2 separate regions of the Zea mays genome follow, and region 1 is linked to region 2. Evidence: chromatin contacts called from public Hi-C data. All regions are on one chromosome and are shown on one strand. The core of a region is the stretch at or near the end of the contact, and the rest is flanking DNA. Distances in the headings are between cores, read along the strand shown. Region 1 holds the start of LOC100283155 (chloroplastic lipocalin). Region 2 holds the start of LOC100279312.

What was found. Hi-C and Micro-C count contacts between places; a contact is called where the count stands out from the background.
Region 1: a contact with region 2 is called in a Hi-C map of endosperm, with 2.7 times the contacts expected there. The contact joins the promoter of LOC100283155 here to the promoter of LOC100279312 in region 2. A contact is called at or near these places in 20 of 25 Hi-C or Micro-C datasets (bundle sheath, ear, endosperm and 6 more) and 2 of 3 datasets of contacts at active chromatin or transcription factors (leaf and seedling).

Annotation. Positions count from the first base shown.
Region 1 is chr2:8,935,751-8,943,393 of Zm-B73-REFERENCE-NAM-5.0, reverse strand. It overlaps LOC100283155 (chloroplastic lipocalin), which reads right to left and starts at 1,690. Exons shown (of 5, transcript NM_001156057.2): 1 at 1,333-1,690; 2 at 1,000-1,141; 3 at 368-613; 4 at 1-107. The coding sequence starts at 1,397.
Region 2 is chr2:8,737,324-8,744,313 of Zm-B73-REFERENCE-NAM-5.0, reverse strand. It overlaps LOC100279312, which reads left to right and starts at 4,930. Exons shown (of 16, transcript NM_001361272.1): 1 at 4,930-5,076; 2 at 5,182-5,328; 3 at 5,693-5,780; 4 at 5,882-5,978; 5 at 6,379-6,422; 6 at 6,555-6,643. The coding sequence starts at 4,951. The coding sequence ends at 5,931.

The DNA of each region.
Region 1 (7,643 bases), core at 441-2,940, 200 kb before region 2:
CATTGCACCCTGCCCCGAATGCCGGTGATGTATCCATCAGGTCCACCGTGGACACAGAATGTATCCACCTGGATTGAGCGTGCCTTCTCATCAAAAGAATACACTCCCTGAAGTTCCCCCCAAAAAAATTGTATGTCATCCGTTTACAGACTGCATATCATGCAAAGTGCATGGAAGATTGGACATACCATCCCTATCTCAAACAATTTTGTTATTAAGATGTCAAGTACTAGTTTATCATGACTGATTATGATATATTACTGCAGGATCATCACACAGACAGAGATGTTCTTTTTTAGATAATGGAGAAAAATCCTGGCTACAGATATCCTCTCCAATGTGTTTGATGTTTCAGGTATTACAATACCTGAGTACAGTGACAGTCTTCTTGTCCCTGACCAGCAAATCCACGTTTCAACGAGGCTACCTCAAACCATCTACCAGAGTAGCGAACTGGATCGAAGTTTTTGGCGGTCATACCCCTCATCATCATCCCTGTGCTGACATCATCTGAAGGGTTGTCAAACTTCAGAGGAACTGAAGCACTGTCAATGGCTGCCACTGTTGCAATCTGGCACAAGCCTGGACGGGCAAAGGTTTCTGCAGGAATAGCCTGGTCAACAAGAAGAGTTCATCGACATTGTGGAATATTATTTTTAACTGATAATATTACTCCCATTATTTCCTTGTGCGTAGTATGCACTGAAATCAACCATTGTACTTCTTTTTTTTTTTTGCTTAGTTGAATGAATCATGTGGCTATTCTCGTACACCTTTGCTTAGTTGAATGAATCATGTTTATTTTGAAGAACAAAGTTGAGCTCTATGTGGTCTCGAAACCTTTGATCTTTGGTGATACGCATGTGCAGACACTAAACAGCTACATGCAGCGGAAAGAATCCTCTTTGTGGTCTCTAAGCTTTTTGTGCTGTATCTGATAGTGATATGGTAGAAGTGGTCAAGTCGACCTAATAAGATGATGGAACATGTCATAGGTACCTGACTAGGTGGAGAGACGAACACAAGCGAAGCAGCAAGGCATGAAATTAACTGCTTGGATACTAGTCCATGTTTGTTCAGCTGCGTTTCTTCATTCAGAGAGCACCTGACCATTTTCTGTCCGGCGGTGCTGCATCTTCTCCTGCCAAGCCGAAACCAACAGACTCAGTGTGGAACTGGGACCACCTAAACACGCTTGAGATTCTAACAGCATCTCAAACCTTCACCGTCAGTCCCCTCCCCATTTGTCAACAACCACCACCCTCCTCAGCCTGACCCAGCCGACAGGCATCAGCAAGGAAAAGCAACCATAACGCTGGCACTCTCCAGTACCTGGAAGCTGGAGAGCAGTCTGGGCGCGACGATGCAGGAGAGCAGCCCAGGAGCAGGAGAACCATGGCGCTCTCCCGTGGCCTCTCTCGCCTTAGGTTTCAGCCTTTCAGGACAAGGAGATCGATCACTTAGTCACTTTAGAAGGTTTCTTCGCAGCGGGTTATGCAGTGGAGTTTGGCTATCCATGGTGTGGTAGTGGTATGGCAGCAGATCGGAGATGGAAGAGGAGCTGCAGGACGATGAATCTGGGACGGGAGTGAAGGGCATCCAGCGCCATCCAATGGCAGGTCCCCACGTCTGCCGACTCTCGGATTGGACCCGGAAGTGTCGGAACTACCGAATTTTTTTTAGCCTATTTTTGAAAAAAAAAATAACGTTTAGACCTGGACGACTTAATATCGATTTTAGATCCTTTGCTCGACGCCACGACCGATAATATATCTTGGCGTCATAGGTTGTACATGCCGCGCTGGTCAGTAAGGGCTGACGCGGCACCGACGTGGTCCCAAACTTGACGCTATAGATCTTAACGCCGAGCTCGGAAGTAAATTAACCATCCTATCTCCCTGCGCCGTTCTCTCCCCACGCGTCGTTATCTCTCCCGTCGTTCTCTCTCCCTCGCCGAAGCGCCCACCGCCTTCCAGCCACCCCGGTGAGGTTGCCCCGCCGAGCCGCCCCATCGCCGAGGCTGCCCCGCCACCACCGCCGGGGCCGAGGGAGCGCCGCCACCACCGTAGCGAGGCCGGCCGCGCCGCCCTACCCTCCGCGTCGCCCAGCCACTCCGCCACACCCAGCCCTATGTCGCGTCGCCAACATAAATTAGTAAACTTGTGCAAAAAATAACAAAGCTTTTGACATTTGTTATGCACTCACATAATTATTGTTGGGACACACGAAGTACTTCACAGTGTCCTCACATATCATAGCACGATCTTTGCAATCGCACCGAGGCAGAGACTCCAGTCGTCTTTGTGTGGCTAAGTTTTTCTCCTCATCCGTCATTGGTGGCGGGTTCGGGAGAGGAGGCACCCAACACTTAAAACGCTCATGTGTATTCCTTGCGAACAACCAATTAGCGAAAAGGAGATATTGAGGGTCAAATTTATCAGGACCGTCGATCCACTGGAAAAAACACCTCAAGTGATCCTACAGGAATGGAACTAATCATTAGTATACATATAGTAAACATCAATAACACACAAGGCATAAGCTACGTACGTTAAAACCGTCACAAGTGTAGAAGCAGCAAGCAGTCGTGTCCGGATGCTTGGATTGACATACCCAAGTCAGTCTGCCATAGTCACAATTAGCCATAGGAAGATCAGGAGGAACAGGAGCATCCTTACTAGATACATCCGGATATAACTTCCGTGGACGACCACTCTTCTGCCACGATGACTCCTAATACATGTCTCTCATCTAACAAACGATTATATATTAACACAACTTATAAATACATGTCTTTCACAAACTATCTAACAAACTATAGTCATCATATGAACCATATATCCTAGGAACCATAACTAAAAGCAATATGTGCACCAATCAAAACTAATTAATCGAAACCACACAACGCGATATATGTAACAAACGAATCAGTGAGACATCATGCCTTGGTCTTCAAGATATAAGGATCAAGTCAAAGTTTTCCAACTCGAATACGAAGATTGGAGCACCTCTGGGCGGTATGGAAGCTGATTGAAACGAGGGATTCAAATGGCTGGGCGGAGCTCTTGGCCAGGAAACGATCGATTTATAGGCCTTCCTAACTCGGCACTAAGATCTATGGCGTCGAGCTTGGTGCCACGTCAGCCTCCATGTTAGCCCTTACCGCTAGCAGGTCACATACCTCGACGTTATATGCTGTGGCGGCAAGCAGTGTCATCTCGGTGCCAAGGCCTACGACGCCGAGCAAAGGGTCCAAAAACAAAATTAAGTTCTTCAGGGGTCTAAACGTGATTTTTTCAAAAAAGGACCAAAATACAAAAAACAGCCGAAACACGAGTTCTTGAATGCTATGTGCGCCTTTGCCCTTGACTAGACCTAGGTCGAATCTCATAAGTGCAGGCCATAATGCCACGTAGCCTGGCAAGAAAGCTTGTTTCTTATTGTCACTCGCTGCCACTACTTTCTTTAGATCATCTCCATCGGATCTAGGGATGGCAACGAGCACATTTTACTCGCGTGCCCTGGATAAAATCCATATATGATGCAAGTTTGATCCTTAACCTGGTGGCGTTTTTTCCTCATGGATATGAAAAAGTTGTACCCGTACCCGTATTTGTGTGTGTGTATAAAGCTTTGGACTTCCAATAACTAGAGGAAGCACTGGCCAGACATGTCATCCAGTTGAACTAGACCAGGGCTGGGCATCTATAAAATAAGCCATAGAGCGCTAGGGCTCGGTTTATGAAGTCCCACCCCAATGCACGAGCAATGACGCCCACTCAGGCCCGTGCGATATGGCGGTTGCCCAAGTGCGCGCGGCGACAACAGACACCCAGGGCCGCGGTAGCGATGGCGGCGATTCCTCGATCTGGAGTAGCAGTGGCGGTTCCCAGATTCGAAGGCACGGTGGCGGCGACTCCCCGATCCGGAGGGCAAGCGGCGTCGGGGCCCCAGGGCAGGCGAGCGTGCGCTGATCCTAGGGCCCCGAGGTGGGCGAGAGGCGTGGCACTCCCGAGGCAGGCGGGCAAGAGGTGACAGCGCTCTCGAGGCGAGCGAGCGACGGCGTCGCCACCTAGGCCCGAGCGGCGGCGACACACCATAACCCACAAACGACGGTGGCACCCCACGACGTGCGAGCAGCGACGACGCCGCACCAGGCGTGAGGATCGAGCAACATCCATGGAAGAAGCAAGGTGCGCACGACAACGGTCACGCGTGACATCCTCCGATCCGGCGTAGTTCGGCCGCCCCAAATGACGACCTCCCTTCGCTCTTGTGTCCTCGACGACGTTCTCTGGTGACTACCTCCTTCAATCCATGTTATGCTTTCAAGTATTGTGTTTTATGTCTACCATATTCACTATTTACGCTAAAAACTAAAGGATTTTATGCTCGAACACGGAGTTCGTACATTAGTTTACTGGATGTCATATTTGTTGCATGCACATTGAAAAAGGAAATTCCTTGATTTTATGATGTTCATAATTACCATAAAAATCAAATAAAATCACTTATGTTCGTAACTGTCAGATTTTTACGTTTGCAATAAAGTCGTCCTTAATTCACGTGGGGTTGTTAGCTGAATCGTTATTAGGTTTTTATTAATTATGCTACACGGTGTAAGTATTTATGAGACTTTGTATAAGAATTTAAGCTTTGTGTGACTCATGTCTTCCAATTTTTGCGCGTGTGCTGTGGAAATAAAAATATCATCCAAAATTTGTGCGCATGTAATGGAAACTCCCACAAGCTGACATAATTTCCAGATCTGCATAAAAATAGAAACTGCATGTATGCGACTCCATAATTTTCTGATCTGGCATAAAAATAGGATCGTGAATACAACGCAACAAAGTTATTTACCTCTCTCACATTGGCTCGGTATTTATGCTTATAACTATGGGTGTTTACGCTAAAAAATAAAGGTTTTTATGCACGAACATGGAGATGCGTCCACCAGTGAACCGCATTTTATGTAGTGTACCACATTACATAAATAACCACATCGTGCAACATAATTAGTATCAGTATATATCATAAACTGGTTATGACGAGCCTAGCTGCATGGTGTTGGGTGATCCTATATTTGTAGAGGAAGTAAAGTATTTCAATAAGATTTTTTGTTTACATGCATGTCAATATATTTTCTTTTATCGCATATTCCTGTCATCCTAATTTTTTTGTGCATGCAGCTAGGAACAAATTTTTACATAGTATACTGAATTGCATAAATAACTACATCATGTAGCATAATTCATATCAATATATATCATAAACTTGTTCTAACGTGCCTAGCTAGATGGCTATTGGAGCGATCCTATATTTATGGAGCCATTCAATTTTTGTGCGCAAATAGTGGAAACAAAAATGTCATCCAAAATTTGCGCACATGAAATGAAAACTCACACAATCTGCCATAATTATCGGATCTACTATAAAAACAGGATATGCATGCATGCCCCTGCGCATGTGTGAGAGCACCTAGAGGGGGGGGGGGTGAATAGGTAATCCTGTAAAAACTTAAAACTTAAAGCCACAAAACTTGATTAAGGGTTAGCACAATAAAATAAAGTGGCTAAGGACTGAGCTCTTGTGAAACACAATAGTCACAGTGAGAACAAGCACAAGAGACACGATGGTTTATCCCGTGGTTCGGCCAAGTATAACACTTGCCTACTTCACGTTGTGGCGTCCCAATGGACGAGAGTTGCACTCAACTCCTCTCAAGTGATCCAATGATCAACTTGAATACCACAGTGTTCTTCTTTCTTTACTCTTTCCCGTTTGTGAGGAATCTCCACAACTTGGAGTCTCTCGCCCTTACAATAAGGATCAAAGTGAAAGCACTAGAGTAAGGGAGGGAAGCAACACACACAAATCCACAGCAATACGCACACACACAGCCAAGACTTGAGCTCGAATGAATCGCAACAAGTTCACCACTAGAACAAAGCTCAAATCACTAAGAATGTCAATCGAGTGCGCAAAGACGAAGTGTGAGAGATTAAGATTGCTTAAAGTATGCTTGGATAGCTCCTTCATGCGCCTAGGGGTCCCTTTTATAGCCCCAAGGCAGCTAGGAGCCGTTGGAAGCAATCCAGGAAGGCAATTCTTGCCTTCTATCGGGTGGCGCACCGGACATCCACTGTTCACTGTCCGGTGCAGATTGCTTTTCTAAATTGGCGCAGCCGACCGTTGAAGATTTGGAGCCGTTGGCGCACCGGACAGTCCGGTGCCCCCAACAGACCGTTGGCTCGGCCACGCGTCACGCGCGGATTGCGTGGCCGACCGTTGGTGCGGCCGACCGTTGGCTCACCGGACAGTTCGGTGCACCACCGGACGGTCCGGTGATTTTTAGGCGTACGCTGTTGACTGTTTCCCGAGAGCGGCGACTTCGCCGTAGATGACCCACCGGACAGTCCGGTGATCTATAGTCGTACGCCGCCGTCGAGACCCGAGAGTAGGCTATTCATCGGGACTGGTCCTGGCACACCGGACACTGTCCGGTGCACCACCGGACAGTCCGGTGCACCCAGACCGAGCGGCCTTTTGGCTGTACATAGCCAACTTTTCTCCAAAATGATTTCTCCTGTTTCTAGCACTTAGACATAATACATTAGTCTTCAAAACAATGTACTAAGTCTAGAAACATACCTTTAATCTTGATTTGCACTTCTTGAGTCTTTGGCACAAATATCACTCAAAGCATTTGTGTGGAGCACTTAATCACCAAAATCTTATAGAAATGGCCTAAGGGCACATTTCCCTTTCAATGTGCACGAGTCCAGTGGCTTGACGAGGTTTTTATGCCATCTCTATGAACTATTTACACTATTTATGCTATTTGCATAAAAAATAGAACCAATTTTATGTGTGAAAGGGAAATAGGGTTAACCTTTTCCCACGATTAATTTTGGTGGTTGAATGCCCAACACAAATATTGGACTAACTAGTTTGCACTAGAATGTATGTTCCACAGGTGCATAAAGGTTCAACATAAACCAATAAATATTCAAGATAGGGTTCAAATACAAAGGAGCAAAGAAACTGAGTGTGCTCTGGTCTGGCGCACCGGACTGTCCGGTGTGCCACTGGACAGTGTCCGGTGCACCAGGATTGTACAAGGAACAAACTGGCCACTCTCGAGTTTCTCTAGGCACGCTCCGCTATAATTCACCGGACTGTTCGGTGTGCCACCGGACTGTCCGGTGCACCAGCGGAGCAACGACTCCTTCACGCAACGGTCGACTGCAAAAGCTGAAGAATCAGATGAACAGTGAAGAACAGTGCACAGAGTCAGAGCCACCAGTTAGAGGCGCACCGGACAGTGAATAGTGCCTGTCTAGTGCGGCACTAGACAGTCCGATGTCACTAGAGGACAAAGCCTCCAACGATCAAAAGCTCCAGAACCCTAACGGTTGGGTAACGTGGCTGATGCACCGGACAGTGTTCGGTGGCGCACCGAACTATCCGGTGTGCCCATCGACAGCAGCCTACCCCAACGATTATTTGGTGGTTGAGGGCTATAAATACCCCCCCAACCACCACCACTTCAAGCATCCAAGATTTCTGAGCATCACATTCATTACAAGAGCTCTAGCATTCACTCCAAGACATAATTCAAAAGATTAAAGCCTCTCCAA
Region 2 (6,990 bases), core at 3,681-6,180:
AATTCCAAGTAACCTATGCACTTACCATATGCAAACTAGTTCATTTCTGCACTTGATATTTGCTTTGGTTTGTGTTGGCATCAATCACCAAAAAGAGGAGATTGAAAGGGAAATAGGGTTAACCTTTTCCTATAATTAATTTTGGTGGTTGAATGCCCAACACAAATATTGGACTAACTAGTTTGCTCTAGAATACATGTTCTACAGGTGCATAAAAGTTCAACACAAACCAATAAATATTCAAGTTAGGGATCAAATTCAAAGGAGCAATGAAACCAAGTGTGATGTGGTCCGGCGCACCGGACTGTTCGATGTGCCACCAGACAGTGTCCGGTGCATCAGGTCCGTACAAGCATGAACCAGCCACTCTCGGGTTTCAAAAGGCGCACTCCGCTATAATTCACCGGACTATACGGTGTGCCACCGGACTGTCCGGTGCACCAGCGGAGCAACGACTATCTCGCACAACGGTCGACTGCAAAAGCTGATGAACAGCGCTACAGTGCGCAACAGTGCATGGCAGAGTCAGAGCGCAGAGTCAGTGGCGCACCAGACAGTGAACAAGACCTGTCCGGTGTGGCACTAGACTGTCCGGTGCCACAAGAATTCAACAACACCAACGTTCGACTGCTCCCAAACCCTAACGGTTGGGTGATGTGGCGGCGCGCCGGACAGCCTACAGTGCTTGTCCGGTGTGTCCATCGACAGCAGCCTTCCCCAACGGCTTCTTGGTGGTTGAGGGCTATAAATACCCCTCAACCACCACCACTCTAAGCACCCAAGCATTCTGAACATTGCATTCAATACAAGAGCAATAGACTCCACTCCAAGACACAATCAAAGCGATCGATCCACTCAAAGTCCCGAAATTAACTCTAGTGCATTAGGACTTGTGAGAGGATCTCTTGTGTTCCTTTGTTGCTCTTGTTTGTTTGGCTTGGCCTTCTTTTTCTTTTCAATTCTTACTCTCAAGTGCTTTGTAAGCAAGGCAAGAGACACCAATTGTGTGGTGATCCTTGCGGTGTCTAAGTGACCCGTGAGATTAAGGAAGAAGGCTCACTCGGTCTAAGTGACCGTTTGAGAGAGGGAAAGGGTTGAAAGAGACCCGGTCTTTGTGACCACGTCAACGGGGACTAGGTTCTTTAGAACCGAACCTCGGTAAAACAAATCACTATGTTCATTCGCTTGATTTCATTTGATTTGTTTTCCCTCTCTCTCTCTCGGACTTGAACTTCACTCTAACGCTAACCCCGATTTGTAGATTGTGTTTAAAGTTACAAATTTCAGATTTCGCCTATTCACCCCCCTCTAGGCAACTTTCAGTAGGGGGTCATGGTGGAGGGGTCAATTTGACCGGTGGGCACTCAGGATGGCTGGTCCACGGTGAGGTTGCGGCTCCCGCGATGGCAAGGTCGCCGGCGAGACTACTGGGTGTGATAGGTGAGGGAGAAAGGCACACTAAGCTTGTGGCGAGGTGGTGAAGCTTGTGGACAACACTAATTTGATCCTAAGCCACCGGAGAGGGGAGAGAGAAGCTCATGGAGAGGGTAGGGATGACGGCGTCGAGCTCGATTGGGTCCAGGGGAGGAAGATGGAGTGGTCGAGGTCGGTGTGGGGAAATAAGGGGCTCGGGGCAGTCCTTTTATAGGTGGCCGAGGAGGGAGGAGGAAGAGGTGGCGAGCACCGGCGAGGCTTGCTGCGGCGGTGATGATGGCACACAGTGGTGGCACCAGGATGGCTCGGGGCAGGCGGTGGCGATGGGACGACTCGGTCACAGTGCGCGGGGATGCAAGACGCCAATTCGTGCTCGTGAGCGAGTTAATGGCGAGGAGACAGGGCGAGCGGTGGCCGACGACGAACGCGTCGATGGCCGATCACGGGCGAGGGAGAAAGAGGCTGACGAGTGGGGGCCGCCTGCCAGAGAGAGGGCGGTCGCGAGGGAGAAAGGACGGGTGCGGCTGACGGGTGGGGCCGAGCTGTTAGGGGAGAGAGCGGCGCGAGGGGGATGGACCGCGAGGGAGGGAGGAGCGTGGGCGCGCGGGAGAGGGGGGGAAGCTTGGGCCGGATTCGGCCTAGCCGAGAGGGAAGGGTTTTCTTTTTTCTTTTTTTCTTTTCTCTTTTTTCCTTAATCTCTTTTTCCTTTAAACAAATATTCATCTAAATTTCTTAGGTGTCCAAAATGAAATAATCTATGTGAAGTGCTACTAGCAATCATTGTGTATGCATATGATGAATATAATGCTTCATGAGATGGGGCCTTAGGGGATAAATAGGGGGGTTAGGAGTTTAGGGTTTCTAACCTTGAGATCAAAATTGGGATGTTACACTGCATCGGACAGTCCGGTGCCACACCGGACAGTCCGGTGCCCTCTGACTTCTGCGCTCTAACTTCTGACATGCATTGTTCATCGAGGCAGACGATCGTTGGCGCGTAGAGAGTCGTTGCTCCGCTGGCTCACCGGACAGTCCGGTGGCACACCGGATAGTCCGGTGAATTATAGTGGAGCGCGCCTGCAGAATTCCCGAGAGTGGCTGGTTGGAGACTATACGGGCCTGGTGCACACCGGACACTGTCCGGTGTGTCAAAAAACAGCACACTCAAGTTCTTTTTGCTCCAAATAAATTGCGTCCCCTAACTGAATTATTTCTTAGTTTGTGTTGAACCTTATGCACCTGAGATAAATCATATCTAGACAAACTAGTTAGTCCATGTGGTTTGTGTTGTACATCAACCACCAAAATCGATTATAGGAAATGGTTAACCCTATTTCCCTTTCAGCGTCCTTGCGGAGGCGAGGCGTCCGGGTCGGCGTTCGCATCCGTCTACGTCGAGGCTAGACGTGTTGCCACTGCCACGACAGGTGGCCACTTGCATGAGGATCCGGATCTCGTATCACGACGCTGGGTTCATGAGGAAGAAGACAGAGTCGAGCCACTTGTTGCCTCGCACCGTGGAGCCATAGAACATGGCGCTGCCAGCCCGCACGGCGGTCGGCGTGACCTCGCCAGTGATCTCCGTGAATAGCAGACTGAACCGTAGTAGATAGGTCCGCCTCGCTGAGGGCCCGTCGCCGCTCCCCCGAGGTTGCCGCATATCTGGAAGCCCGTGGTTGCGGCGAGCAGGAGCCTGGCACCATGCGGGAAGAAGTCGAGGAGGAGACGCGTCACGGACAGGACCACGCCAAGCGAGAGCCACAACAAGTGTTTGTTGTGACTTTATGGTCGGTTGAATAGATGAGACTTGCCTATCGGGGGATGGCTATGCGCTATATCACCGGGGGTGGGGGCGCGATATTGCTGGATCAAGAGGGGATAACATACACACCGAGCAATTATCAATCTTGGCATTATGGCTTCGCCAATATACCATTAGGCTTACAAACCATAGACATAGATGTTCCTACCAGTCATAGGCACGAGATAACATAATAACATGAAGCCAAAACTGAGAGTGGCAAAATTACAAATTTCTCCGCACCGATATACGAAACGACGACACATGTGCACGAAACTATTGTTTTAATACAGTAGAGATAGTGATAGATAAGAGAAACGAGGAGGACACCATGAAACGAAGCCGCCCAAAACTCAGTGGGGCCCACACGCAAGGCACCTGTGGTTTACATAACCGTTTCACCTACGAAAACCGCTACCCACTAGTAACGGTTTAACGCTGGTAAACCGATAAAAACTAGCCGGTTTGACCAATTCAAATTAATGTGAATTCGAACCGGTTTACCGACGAAAAAATTGTGAAAAACCAGCGAAAACCCGCTCTAAACCGCCGGCAAACTGTGAAACGAACCGGTTTTTGCTGTTTTTTATAGAAAAATGGAGAATTTTGACAAGATTTATTTGTAGTTTGCTCAATTCACATTGCACACTAAATATTAATTAATCCACACGACATGTGTTCACCAAAATAACATGCAACATACATATGCAACCACAAACTCTAGTTCTCATGCAACAAACAACCAGCAAACTTCGCAATACTCAAATACAAGTTATTTTACAACTCTTCGACGAGGCAACGACACATAGGTCGACTTATTTCACAATACTCACATGTTCAGCTCGAGTCATAATGATAGTACTCAGGCATGTTGGAAGGATCGTGATATTGTTCCAATCTGTCATAGTGATAGTGATAGGTCTGTACAAAAGATATGAGATACATTAGCGATAAAACAAGAATGACAATAAATACTTATCGACAAAGCAAAAAAAATATACCGGTATGTGTGTTTGGTGTTTGTGTATTGCATGTGCACCTCACCAAGTATTGGACTTTTCTCCTGATCAGCAAATCTTAGTAACACATACAAAAGACTGGAGCTAAGGGTTTTAGATTGGGTCTTGTCCAGACGGATAGTTATTAGAAGAACTGAAGCTACTTGATCTACAGATTCCATCTTGGACAGGAAATGAAACCGAAATTGACCACTACTTGAGCTACGAGTTTCATCTTCACATATAGCATATAACATCTTCACATATAACATATAACAATAAACAAGACTAATATGTCTAAATTGACCACTAAATACTCAATCTTGGCATTAAATCCGGTTTCCCAGTAAAAATTGGTGGTTTACAAGTCCAAAATACGGTTTACCAACTGTTTTCGCTTTTTATGAATTTTTTCAGATTTTTTAAATTTCGGGCTAGTTTGTGAACTCTATTTTCCCAAGTGATTCATATTTTCCAAAAAATAATTAATTTTTTTTTGAGAAAATGAAAATCTCTTGAAAAAATAGGTTATAAAACTAGTTCTTAGAATGGATTAAAAAAAATCGATGGTTAACCGAAGCCGCGGTGTGGTTGTTTCGGTAAACCGGTTTACCGGTTTTCGGTTTGGTAAACCATGCCTGTGAATGGGGATGAGCATGCGAATACTGCTGGAGTTGGCCTAACCCAACGACCAGACGCAACACGACGGCGACGGCCATGGCTTCGCCGGACCTCGCCGCCGGCGACGGCAGCTACGACTTTCACCTTCGCTCTCTCTCCGCGGCCTCACGGGACTCCGCTGCGGCCTCCGACCCCGCCTCTGACCCCAACCTCCTCCAATCTGTAACCGCATCTCACTACGATTCCTTCTCCCCATGTCCGATTTCTTGGATGTAGACGAGGATTCTTAGGTGTGTTGTTTCATGAACCATTTTTGTCCGCGCGAAGGTTAGGAGGGTGTGCGAGATGTGCCGAACGGCGAAGGAAGCGAAGGACGAGATGGTGGCGCGGGCGTTCCCCGTGATGGGCAAGCTATTTCAGCGATGCGCCGCCGCTCCCACGCAGGCCGTTGCCTCCACCGGCGTGCTGCTCCTCGTAAGCCGACTTTTTCTTAGTCTTGTGCTGCGGAGATGTTATCCTTAACGTTTTGATGGATAAAGGTTCGGATATCTGAAAACAGTGTCCTTATGCGTAGAAATGTACTTCTCCGTTTTCAGTTTTATCAAAATTTTGCGCTCGACGCCACTATGTCTAGTCTTTGGGTGAGAGACTTTAATCTAGTGTTAGCTTTATGATTAATGTCCTTACTCCCTGATTTACAGAACAATGGATTACTTGCACAGCTTTTGGTGGCAAATTACTTGTACCTTTTGATTTCTCCTTATTGTTGACTTGTTGTAAAGAGTTTGCCAAACTTATGGCAGGAGTAATTTAGTGTTCTGTATTTTTCCCCTACCAGACCATTTTGCAATTCTTCTTGGATTTTGGGGAGGCTGTTTTGCATGATGCTGATGGTAGCTTGAAAACCTTCTTCCGCTCTTGCTTAAGTAGGTAATGTTGTTTTCTATGTTTGTCTCTTGACCTGTATACCATTCTTGGATTGCTACCACGAGCATCTAGGATACTCAATTTTTTTTCTTGTAAATAGGGAGTTTGCAGATCCTATTGTTGCAGAGCGCACAGTTGAATTCCTTGTAACAAACAAGACAAAGATCCTTAGCTCCTTTCCCAATTTGATTCCACAGGTGCCAACACTTGAAATATTTACTTACTTGGAATTGACAATTCCCACATGTAGCTCCTATTATTCATGCTGTTGCAGATCATTGCTTTGAAAAACTGAAAGATATAAATCCAGCTTCCTTCTTTGTTTTATAGCATATTTGTCAATTTTTTATGTGAATGGTGGGGGAGGCCCCTACATGTATTTCTTCACTAACAGAAGCAAAGAAATATTTACAATACAGGAGGCTGTAGGCCAAAAAGGTAGAGAAAAAACAGAAAAAACCATATTTGTATGATAAGCTACTCAACCAATCTTTTGTAAGATTCTTTATAGAATATCTCTCTTCTCTTCCTATTTTCCATATTCGACTTAATCTTGTTAACACATGCCAATGCTTGTGTATCCTTGTTTATACACAGTTCTATCCATTGTTGTTAAAGCTTATTGCATCAAACGGTGAGAGGTATGTGCTCGTATTGTCATGAACTTCACATAGCTCTATCATCCATGTTCCCTTTAAATGACTCAGTACAGGTACCATAAATATCCAATAGCAATCCCGTTGAACTACCTAATTTGTTTTCTAACATTCTAGACTGGAGAATAAGTTTTCGGAAGTACTTCCATTAATGATGTCAGCAGGATCTTTTCTTCCCCTCTTCCTATCCCTTATGGATTTGCCAAGTAAGCCTGTTGATATTTGCCTTCAGGACTTATTCATTTTTATATAACCCAAACAATTTTGATTGTTAAATACTTTATGAGTTGGGTGTGCTATGACATTATTAAATTATTGTTTCTAGTTTCATGTGATGCTCATTCCTTACACTATGCGAGATTTCTGTAATGTATAACATACATACATGACTTATCCCTCTGCTGTGGACAGATTTGTGGGCCTGCAGTATGCCAGGCGCCACAAAAGATAAGCCCAGGTTTAGTGCTGTTATGGTTAAGTGGTTGGTTAGCTGCAAATAACAAGGAGCCGGCTTATCCCCTCCTAGTTTAGTGCAGGGCTTATCCCTGGTTGT